Regions from separate parts of the Hordeum vulgare genome. Here region 2 is linked to region 1. Evidence: chromatin contacts called from public Hi-C data. All regions are on one chromosome and are shown on one strand. Each heading gives the region's core, a stretch centred on a gene start, on an enhancer-like site or on the middle of the called end of the contact. The rest is flanking DNA. Distances are from core to core; before and after follow the strand shown.

Evidence for each region. Hi-C and Micro-C count contacts between places; a contact is called where the count stands out from the background.
Region 2: a Hi-C map of seedling shows a contact between it and region 1, with 3 times the contacts expected there. The contact joins the promoter of LOC123444310 here to the promoter of LOC123444292 in region 1. A contact is called at or near these places in 3 of 6 Hi-C or Micro-C datasets (leaf and seedling) and 1 of 1 datasets of contacts at active chromatin or transcription factors (embryo).

The regions. Positions count from the first base shown.
Region 1 is chr1H:449,305,456-449,309,801 of MorexV3_pseudomolecules_assembly, forward strand. LOC123444292 (ABSCISIC ACID-INSENSITIVE 5-like protein 2) reads right to left here and starts at 1,800. Exons shown (of 4, transcript XM_045120973.1): 1 at 1,495-1,800; 2 at 361-1,375. The coding sequence starts at 1,203.
Region 2 is chr1H:449,497,886-449,502,231 of MorexV3_pseudomolecules_assembly, forward strand. LOC123444310 (ADP-ribosylation factor 2) reads left to right here and starts at 2,126. Exons shown (of 7, transcript XM_045120997.1): 1 at 2,126-2,275; 2 at 2,751-2,911; 3 at 4,004-4,074. The coding sequence starts at 2,764.

The DNA.
Region 1 (4,346 bases), core at 550-3,049:
AGAGCAAGGCGGTGGCAATACACACAATTAACGCCTAGCACTTTTTTTTAACTATGAGCAGAAATACATAAATCGACACACTCAACAATAACTTTGCATTAAGGTTGATACTGCAATCAGAATATTATAACAGGACCAGCAGCGGAGATTGCTGCAGGGACCATGGCCCCCCAGCCTAGATTAAATACTTGAAGAAACTTTTAGAGGGAGGTCAGATTAGGAAAAGCATATGCTTTTGGCCCCCCAAACATCCCTATTCTAGGTTTAGCCCCCCCAAGACTTCTTGCCTAGCTCCGTCAGTGAAGAGGACCTAACTCGATACATAGGAAAACAGAAGTAGACAGGAAAATAGAATTAAACCTGCTTCCTCGCTCTGGACCTTGCAGCTGATTCCCTGTTTTTTATCATTCTTTTTTGCCTTCTTTCTACGACCTTATCAGGTATACCATCTGAGGCACCACGCTTGCGCCCAGGTGTCTGAGGATCAGAATGTGCATCGAGCATTGGTGAAGTAATCTGGCCATCCGGGTAAATCGATTCCATGATAGCACCTGTAGCAACAGCCAATGGCCGAGGACCCAAATGACCTGCCATGAAAGGACCTGCCATGCTGGGATGCTGGGGCTCCAAAGTTTGCTGCTGGTACTGCTGTAACCAATGCGCTCCGGGGTTCAAACTGGGCGCAGCAGCCGCAATTACACTGCTCCCAATTGCACCCATGTTAGCTGGCAAGTCCATGGAATCCTTCAAATGCCCTTCAGCGACAACCCCAGCTTTCACCAGGAAATCCTCGAGTGTCATCTCCCCAAACGTCGGCTGCCTCTCCCGCCTGCGCCGACTACCCTCCTCGCCACTTCTCTTGGGCGAATCTTGGATGCCCTTCCACACCTCGTCCACGGTCTTCTTGCTCAGCTCCGGAGGCATCGTGATGCTCCCCTGGCGATGCAGGCCCAGGGTCGGCTCAGACTGGCCGGCGACGCCACCGACAGGATCCATGCCTTCAGGAAACACGCTCTTGAGCAGCTCATCGAGGTTCATACTAAGCAAAGGCTCTGTCAGCTGGCTCTGCACCTCATCAAGGGTGAGGCTGTACAGGGAGCCTTGCCGCGCCAGGCCCTGCGGCTGCTCGCGCTGCCCCGGGCCTGCATAGCAGCCGGTGCCGCCGCCTCCTGCCTGCGACTGCGACGCCATTGCCTGAATCATGAACCGATGCTCTCTTGAACAGGTCGCCCCTATGGGGAACAAAGACCTCAGGAACAACGATGCCCAAAGCAGTCCCCTTTTCCAGCCGCAGAGTCCCGGCCCAGATATCGCCGATCCCCAGATCCACAAGACCGCACGCAGTCACAGGAGCAGGCACCCACGGACGAACCTCCTATATAGACAGTGGCACGTTTGCATCAGACAGAATCGCACAATCGTCCCCGGACAAGGTGACTTGGGAAGAAAAACACAAGCGCGAACAAGAGGGACGCGCAAGGAATCCAATCCAACCTCGAATTTCCCTGGATACGACGTCGAGCAGCGGATTCGAGGGTACTCCGGCGACCGGATCTCCGCTGCTCCGACTTTCGAGCTGGACTCCCCGCAGAACTCAACGGGGCTCCCGCGCGGTTCCCGCCCGCCTGGCGCCGAATCAAGGCCCCGCGTGGCGGTCAGAGCTGGCTGAGGCTAGCGCCTACCATTGGGGGAAGGGAGGAGGAGGCGACGGTGGAGGCAGCCATGGTGGGAGTGGAAGTGGAGGAGAAGGAAAACCGTGGGCGACAGGGGGGCTGGGCCCAACGGGGGACGGAAATGGGCCTGGGTGATTCGGATAAAAAGTGCCGCATTCGGGCGGGGCGTGTCGTGTTCCAGTTTGAGCTTCCAGCAAACACTGTGGTGCGGTTTTGATCGATACAAAATTACAAAATGGAGCTGCTAGTACGATGTTCATGGGTTCAATTAAAATGACTCAAATGCTTGCAGCGTAGCTTTTATTGCAATATAAGAAAAGGGTGTTACAACCGGTGATGGTTTAATGAAAATAACTAGGGGACAATCCGTAAATTTCTTTCGGCATACGTCTCCGGGTACAAAGACACCCACTACAATAAGTTACGCGGTAAGGACGTCTTCTCGCCTATGCCACGTCGATTCTACTGAGCCAACGAAAAAAACTTAAACATGATGGCCCATTGATCCCTGCTTTTTTCATCGCTCGCGCGCAAGCATCCCCTCCTTTACTCTCTCGCGAGCTCTCTCTCCCCCCGCAACCCCCTCGCCGTCGTCGGCACCATCACCACCTACGCCAGCCGATTTCGACGAGTCCCGGCGGCGGGTGGCACACCAACGACTTCCCCTCGCCCCGCTCCTTCCTCCCATCTGTCCAAATCCGTCGATAGAGGCCTCCCACGCTCGCTGCTGACCCTTAGCCTTGGCTAGGGTTTCGGGCACGGTGTCTGATGGGGTTGTCCATTAAGGATAGGGCCATGGACATGCATTTCAGGGCCCTCCAAGGGCCCCACATAGTCATTAAAGTCCCAGGGCCATTGATGCTTCGCTCGGACAAACGAAGGCACTCGGATGACTTCCTCGCATTTAGACGCACACCGGCACTCGGACGAGGCAAGGCATGGACGACGAAGGGTCTGCAACGGCTGCGAGACTTTACCTCTCACTTGAAGTGTTTTAAAGCCTAGCGTTACCGGTAACAACTCTAGTTAAGGCAGCAGTTTCAAGTAACGCCCGGAGTTACTCTCATTTAATGCCCTAGTTATGACGCTCGGTTGGTGATGGCGCCCTCTATATAAGCCGCACCTGAGCTCCTGAACAAGGGTTAAGCACCCCGTGTATTCACACCCCCCATAAGCAAAACTAAGCCTCCGGGCTCGAGATGTAGGGTCTTTACCACTCCTGAGTGGGGCGTGAACTCGTACATCTGAGTGTAACAACCGCACCGTAGCTAGACTCCGCCCCTCATTCGTACCCCTCGTACTATTGTCAGGTTCATTCCCTCGATAGTTGGCGCCCACCGTGGGGCTGCGCATCTAGCGAATTCTAGCGCAATTGGAGTTTTCATCCTTTTCGTCATCATGATGACACTCAGCGGTGAGATCCTCTTCGGCTCTCTCAGCTTCACCGCAGACGATTCGGCGTGGCTGCAGGACGCGCTGTTGGACATCGACGCTCTACCCGCTCGAGGTGCTTCTCACTTTAGCGTGGTGTCACACGGAGTCCTGGTCCGGCAGCCGTCAGTGTTGTATCACTCGGCACCCTTGCGTCCCGCTGCGGTCCGTCGGAAGCGCTTCAGGCGCACACGGCTGCAGCGTTGGATCATGCATGCGGTGGCTCATCAAGCCACATCAAGGCAAGTGTCCATGCTCGATTCTGACGAGCCCATCGTGAGCCTTTTCCCTTCATCAGGCGATGACTCGTCCGACTGCGAGAGCAGCAGAGATGCTGGGGGGTCTCGATGGTCGACACGACCAGGGGAGGAGCTCCTGGTTTCTCTGCTTGAAATTCCGCGGGCACGATTGAAAGGATGTGGATCTCGCCTAGAGGGGGGTGAATAGGTGCTTTAAAATAATTACGGTTTAGGCTTGAACAAATGCGGAATAAAACTAATGTTTAATTTGTCAAGCACAAAACCTACAACAACTAGGTTCACCTATGTGCACCAACAACTTATGCTAAGCAAGATAAACAACTAAGTGATAGCAAGATATATGATAATAAACAATATGGCTATCACAAAGTAAAGTGCATAAGTAAAGGGTTCAGGTAAGAGATAACCGAGGCACGCGGAGATGATGATGTATCCCGAAGTTCACACCCTTGCGGATGCTAATCTCTGTTGGAGCGGTGTGGAGGCACAATGCTCTCCAAGATGCCACTAAGGCCACCGTAATCTCCTCACGCTCTCGCACAATGCAAGATGTCGTGATTCCACTAAGGGACCCTTGAGGGCGGTCACCGAACCCGTACAAATGGCAAACCTTGGGGGCGGTCACCGATACCCGTACAAATTGCTCGGGGCAATCTCCACAACCTAATTGGAGACCCCGACGCTTGCCCGGAGCTTTACACCACTATGATTGAGCTCCGAGACACCACCAAGCTTCTAGGACGCCAAAGCATCCACGAAGAACAATATCTAGGGTACTAAGTACCAAAGGTAATAAGCTTCTCAAATTTCACTTCCATGTATCACCATAGAGAACTCAAACCGATGCAACTAATGCAATGACAAGGGCACACGGAGTGCCCAAGTCCTTCTCTCCCAAATCCCACCAAAGCAACTAATGCTAGGGAGGAAAATGAGAGGAAGAACGAAGAAGAACACGAAGAACTCCAAGATCTAGACCCAA
Region 2 (4,346 bases), core at 876-3,375, 190 kb after region 1:
AGGGAGGATTGACCTTCGGGAGCTTCTCCACCGCAATCAACGCTTCCCGGACGTGCCGTGAGTAGTCCTCCTTGGACCATGGGTCCATGACCAGTAACTATGTGATGTCTTCTCTCCAATCTTGTGCTTCATTGGTTAGTCCTTGTGAGCTGCCCTACATGATCAAGGCATCTATGTAATTCTCTTGCTATTGCTATGCTCGGTTTGTTGGGATCCGATGAATTATGAGATTATGTTCAGATTGTTATGAGTTATATATTTGATTATCCTTTTATATAACGTTTCTTAGTGATTCATGCATGTTCTCTATTGCTATTTATTGCTTTGGTCGAGTAGTAGATTGTAACTCCAAGAGGGAGCGTTATGCATGATTATGGGTTCATGCCCCTCGATGTCTTGCTTGAGTGACATGAACATGAGACTAGGGGATGTGCTGTTGCCACCAGGGAGAAAAAAATGATGCTTGTGACCTCAGTTGCAAGGATTATTTACCTCACACATAGTTCGTTAATGAAGTTGTCCGTTACTTTGAGTTTACACTTTGGATGGGGCTCGCAACTTAATACCGGAGAGATGTTCTGGATAGATATCTCAAGGTGGATGATTAGTAAGTAGATGCTGATGAATAAACGGTCTACTTGTCTTGACGTACTGCCCATTACTATTGAGCCTATAACTATCAAGTAGCATAATTAGCATTGTGGTGCGTTCATAATTCTGTCAATTGCCCAACTGTGATTTGTTTATCATAGCATAGTTGTTTATCGTCTTTTGGAAGAGATACATCACTAGTGAACATCATGTGACACCGGTCAATATCACCACCATTGTTTACACATCCATCATTTACCGCTTTCATTTACTTTTCCGTTGCAATCACTATTACCTTCCCGCTTGTGTTTTGATCCTTTGCAAACTACAAGGTCGGAGAGATTGGCAACCTCTCTGTACTCGTTGGGAGCAAAGTTATTTGTTGTGTGTGCAGGTCCACGTCTTCTACTGACCAGAACAGGAGACACCTACTTGTTGGTCCTACGAGTCCTCTTGGTTTGTTAAACCTTACAGTTCCCGTGTGAGGAAAAACTTGTTGCTGATTACATCTCAACATTTCACTTGGGGTAATCAACTAGGTGCGAGAAATATATATACATCTCTCGTCATCAAAAGGCGAAAGTTATTTTATTATCTCATTAAAAGTTTCAAAAAATTTAAATTCCACTCAATTCCAATCAATCACTCAAGCAAGCAAAACATATAATTGATTATTATAACATTTCATTTTTTGGGATGTTACATGATTCATGTTATGGTTAGAGTTATCTTAATTCTTCTTTCATAGTTGCGAATACATGAGCAATTTATAGTACAGTGTCATAATGTTCGATCGCAACCAAACAAAGAGCAATTTCATAGTTTTTACATGCGCCTCATTATTCATAGAAGTATAGTGGACATAAGATCCTCGTCATTTTTGCCCTGTTAGAACGGATATCGAAGCCTCCATGCTCACTCTTTCGTCGGCTTCTCTTTATCATCCACCTCCTTCTTCACCTTTCCCAACTTGACCGTCAAGCACTTCAAGATCCTAACACGGACAGTTTCTACGATTATTTTTGCATCGTCATCCAACACATTCATGTTCAAGGTCAACATCTTTATATCTTCCGAAACGGTCGCGAGCTCAACTTGCTCATAGTTTTTTTAGGCAGCAGAAGTTGGCCCGAAACTTTAAACCAAACACAGCGTAAATTTACCATCATTACACCAATAATTGCCATAAAAAATATTCCTATTTGATTTACTATGCTTATTATTAAAAATCCGACATTATATTTTTTTTTCTGTTCATGAGTCACAACTATTCCCTTTTTTTCAGACGGAAATCGCAGTTATTGCCGACATACTACTAATGTCGATGTACACGGTCCACATTTACCGCCCAAGTTAATGTGACCGCACCTAAAGAAAAGAAAAAGTTAATGTCACCGCACACAGACGGACCCACCTAACAGCTGGCCCACGCTGCCTTCTATGCGCCTTCCACGAAGAAATCCGGCCCCACCTGCCGGTGACCCTCCAAGCACGTCCCTATATAGACTTCCTCGTGTGCGGCCATCTCGGTCTCTCTCTCTCTCCTCCATTCCTCTCCTCCTCCTCCTGCCACCGATCCCAAACCAGGGAGGAACCCGGCGCGAGGAGGGCAAAGGAAGAGAAGAGGAGACCACCCAGCCGACCGCGCGACCGCACGCACAGGGCAGCAGCCGTCGCGATCCCGGTAACCACCATTCGCCGGATCTCTCCTTCCCCCGTCGCCCCTCCTGTGATCCGATCGGTGGTTTGGTCGCTCGATTCGTCATACTATTTTTCGTTGTTGTGACCGGCTTCACCTGTTTAGTGGTTCGGGTGTGTTCGATCTCATCATCCTGTCGGTGTCCGGTAGATTCGATCCGTTTCTCGAGGGTGCGGCTCGAGGAATCTGCCGCGTTTGACCGGCTTCGGTCGGCCCAGCGTTGTTCTCACGCGGGGTGCTCGGGAATCCCGCGCGAGCCGGTCGCGAATCTGGTCCGGTTTAGCGCTGTTCGTGCGCCGTGGCGTGGATCTGGCGCTGCTGCCCTCAGATCTTGTAGATCTAGTTGGGTGGCTTCAATTCTGGAGTATTTTTTTATTGTTGTTATTATAGAACGAGCCTGTGTCTGTGTTGATCTATGGGTCTGACGCTTCGGCCTTGAATTTGTTTCGTTTGATTTCAGCGCAGGAGCGGACATGGGGCTCACGTTCACTAAGCTGTTCAGTCGGCTCTTCGCCAAGAAGGAGATGAGGATCCTCATGGTCGGTCTCGATGCGGCTGGTAAGACCACCATCCTCTACAAGCTCAAGCTCGGAGAGATCGTCACCACCATCCCCACAATCGGTAAGCCCACGTTCTCGGTCAATTTTCTGTCACAGCATGTTGTTTATCTTGTTGCTAGTTTGTAAATATATATACTCTCGACATGTTTATCTTGTTTGGCAGCTTTAGCCTAGGACCGTGTGCATGTAATGAATGTTCCATAGTAAGCAAGTTAGAGACAAGATGGTCTTGCCTGCCCTAGCAATAACATTAGTGCCTTTGATAATGAAGATAACTTAAGCTGATCTTGAGTTGATTATGTCTCATTTGTGTCATAGGAGTATTTTGGTAGCTTATGTATGTGCTACTTTTTGTAAATGAACATCATGCCCTATGTTATCTGTAAGTACATTGAAACTTTTACATTTGAAAAGCAACAATTCGTTGCCCAAATGAAGCCTAATAAAAAGCAAACCATTCTTGTTTAAGATTGCAAGTTGTCTGCTAATTGTTTTGCATATCACCAAGCTCAGTTTGGTAATTGAGCCTGGGAGTTCAGTCAAGGCAGGATAGAATGTCTGCACCATCATTGTGATCGTATGGATCCCGGTGTGTCAGCTGTCTGCTAATTGTTTTGCATATCACCAAGTTAAGTTTGATAATTGAGCCTGGGAGTTCAGTCAAGGCAGGATAGAGTGTTTGCACCGTCGTTGTGATCATACCGATCTAGACGTGTCAGCACTCTCATAGTGATCACACAGATTCAGACGTGTCAGCACTCTCATAGTGATCACACAGATTCAGGCGTGTCGGCACTCTCATAGTGATCATACACATTCATGTCATTTTCATTGTTACTAATATTGGATGAAAACAATTATGTTTAGTAACCATGAGTCCTAGCAAATGCCGAATCATTCCAAAGTGGCCAACTCATGAGCAGCATAACCTTCTGTCAGAGTTCTGACTGTGTGTTTGGGCTTGGCATGATTGATATTTTTCTATTAACAACAATATGCAGCTCATGGTGTTGATGTGTGTTCAGATGCTTATTTTTTAAATGCTGATTTTACCGAGGATTTTGACTATGTTCATGTTCTAGATCTTTACTTTGCCACTTTGGCATCACCGTCTATAAACCTTGATGAAATCTGAATGTTTTTGAATCTGCAGGGTTTAATGTTGAAACTGTAGAGTACAAGAACATTAGTTTCACCGTTTGGGATGTCGGGGGTCAGGACAAGGTAAGCAAATTTCCTGAAGGCTAATAAGTTTTGTTTGGCCACATATACCTTTAGTTTAGTCATTTATATATCAGTTGCAAGATTGGAATTATTGAAATTATACTGAGGTGCATGCCTTTTTTGAATCGGCGTTAACAGTTGGCACTATAGTTTGGTTAACTTCATCTTCTAATTGGATTTTGGAACATGCCATCGTGCTGTTTTGAATATTTCTATCTTCATGTCATAATCTCTTTTCCTTGTGTGCTTGTCATCTAATATTTTGTGTACTT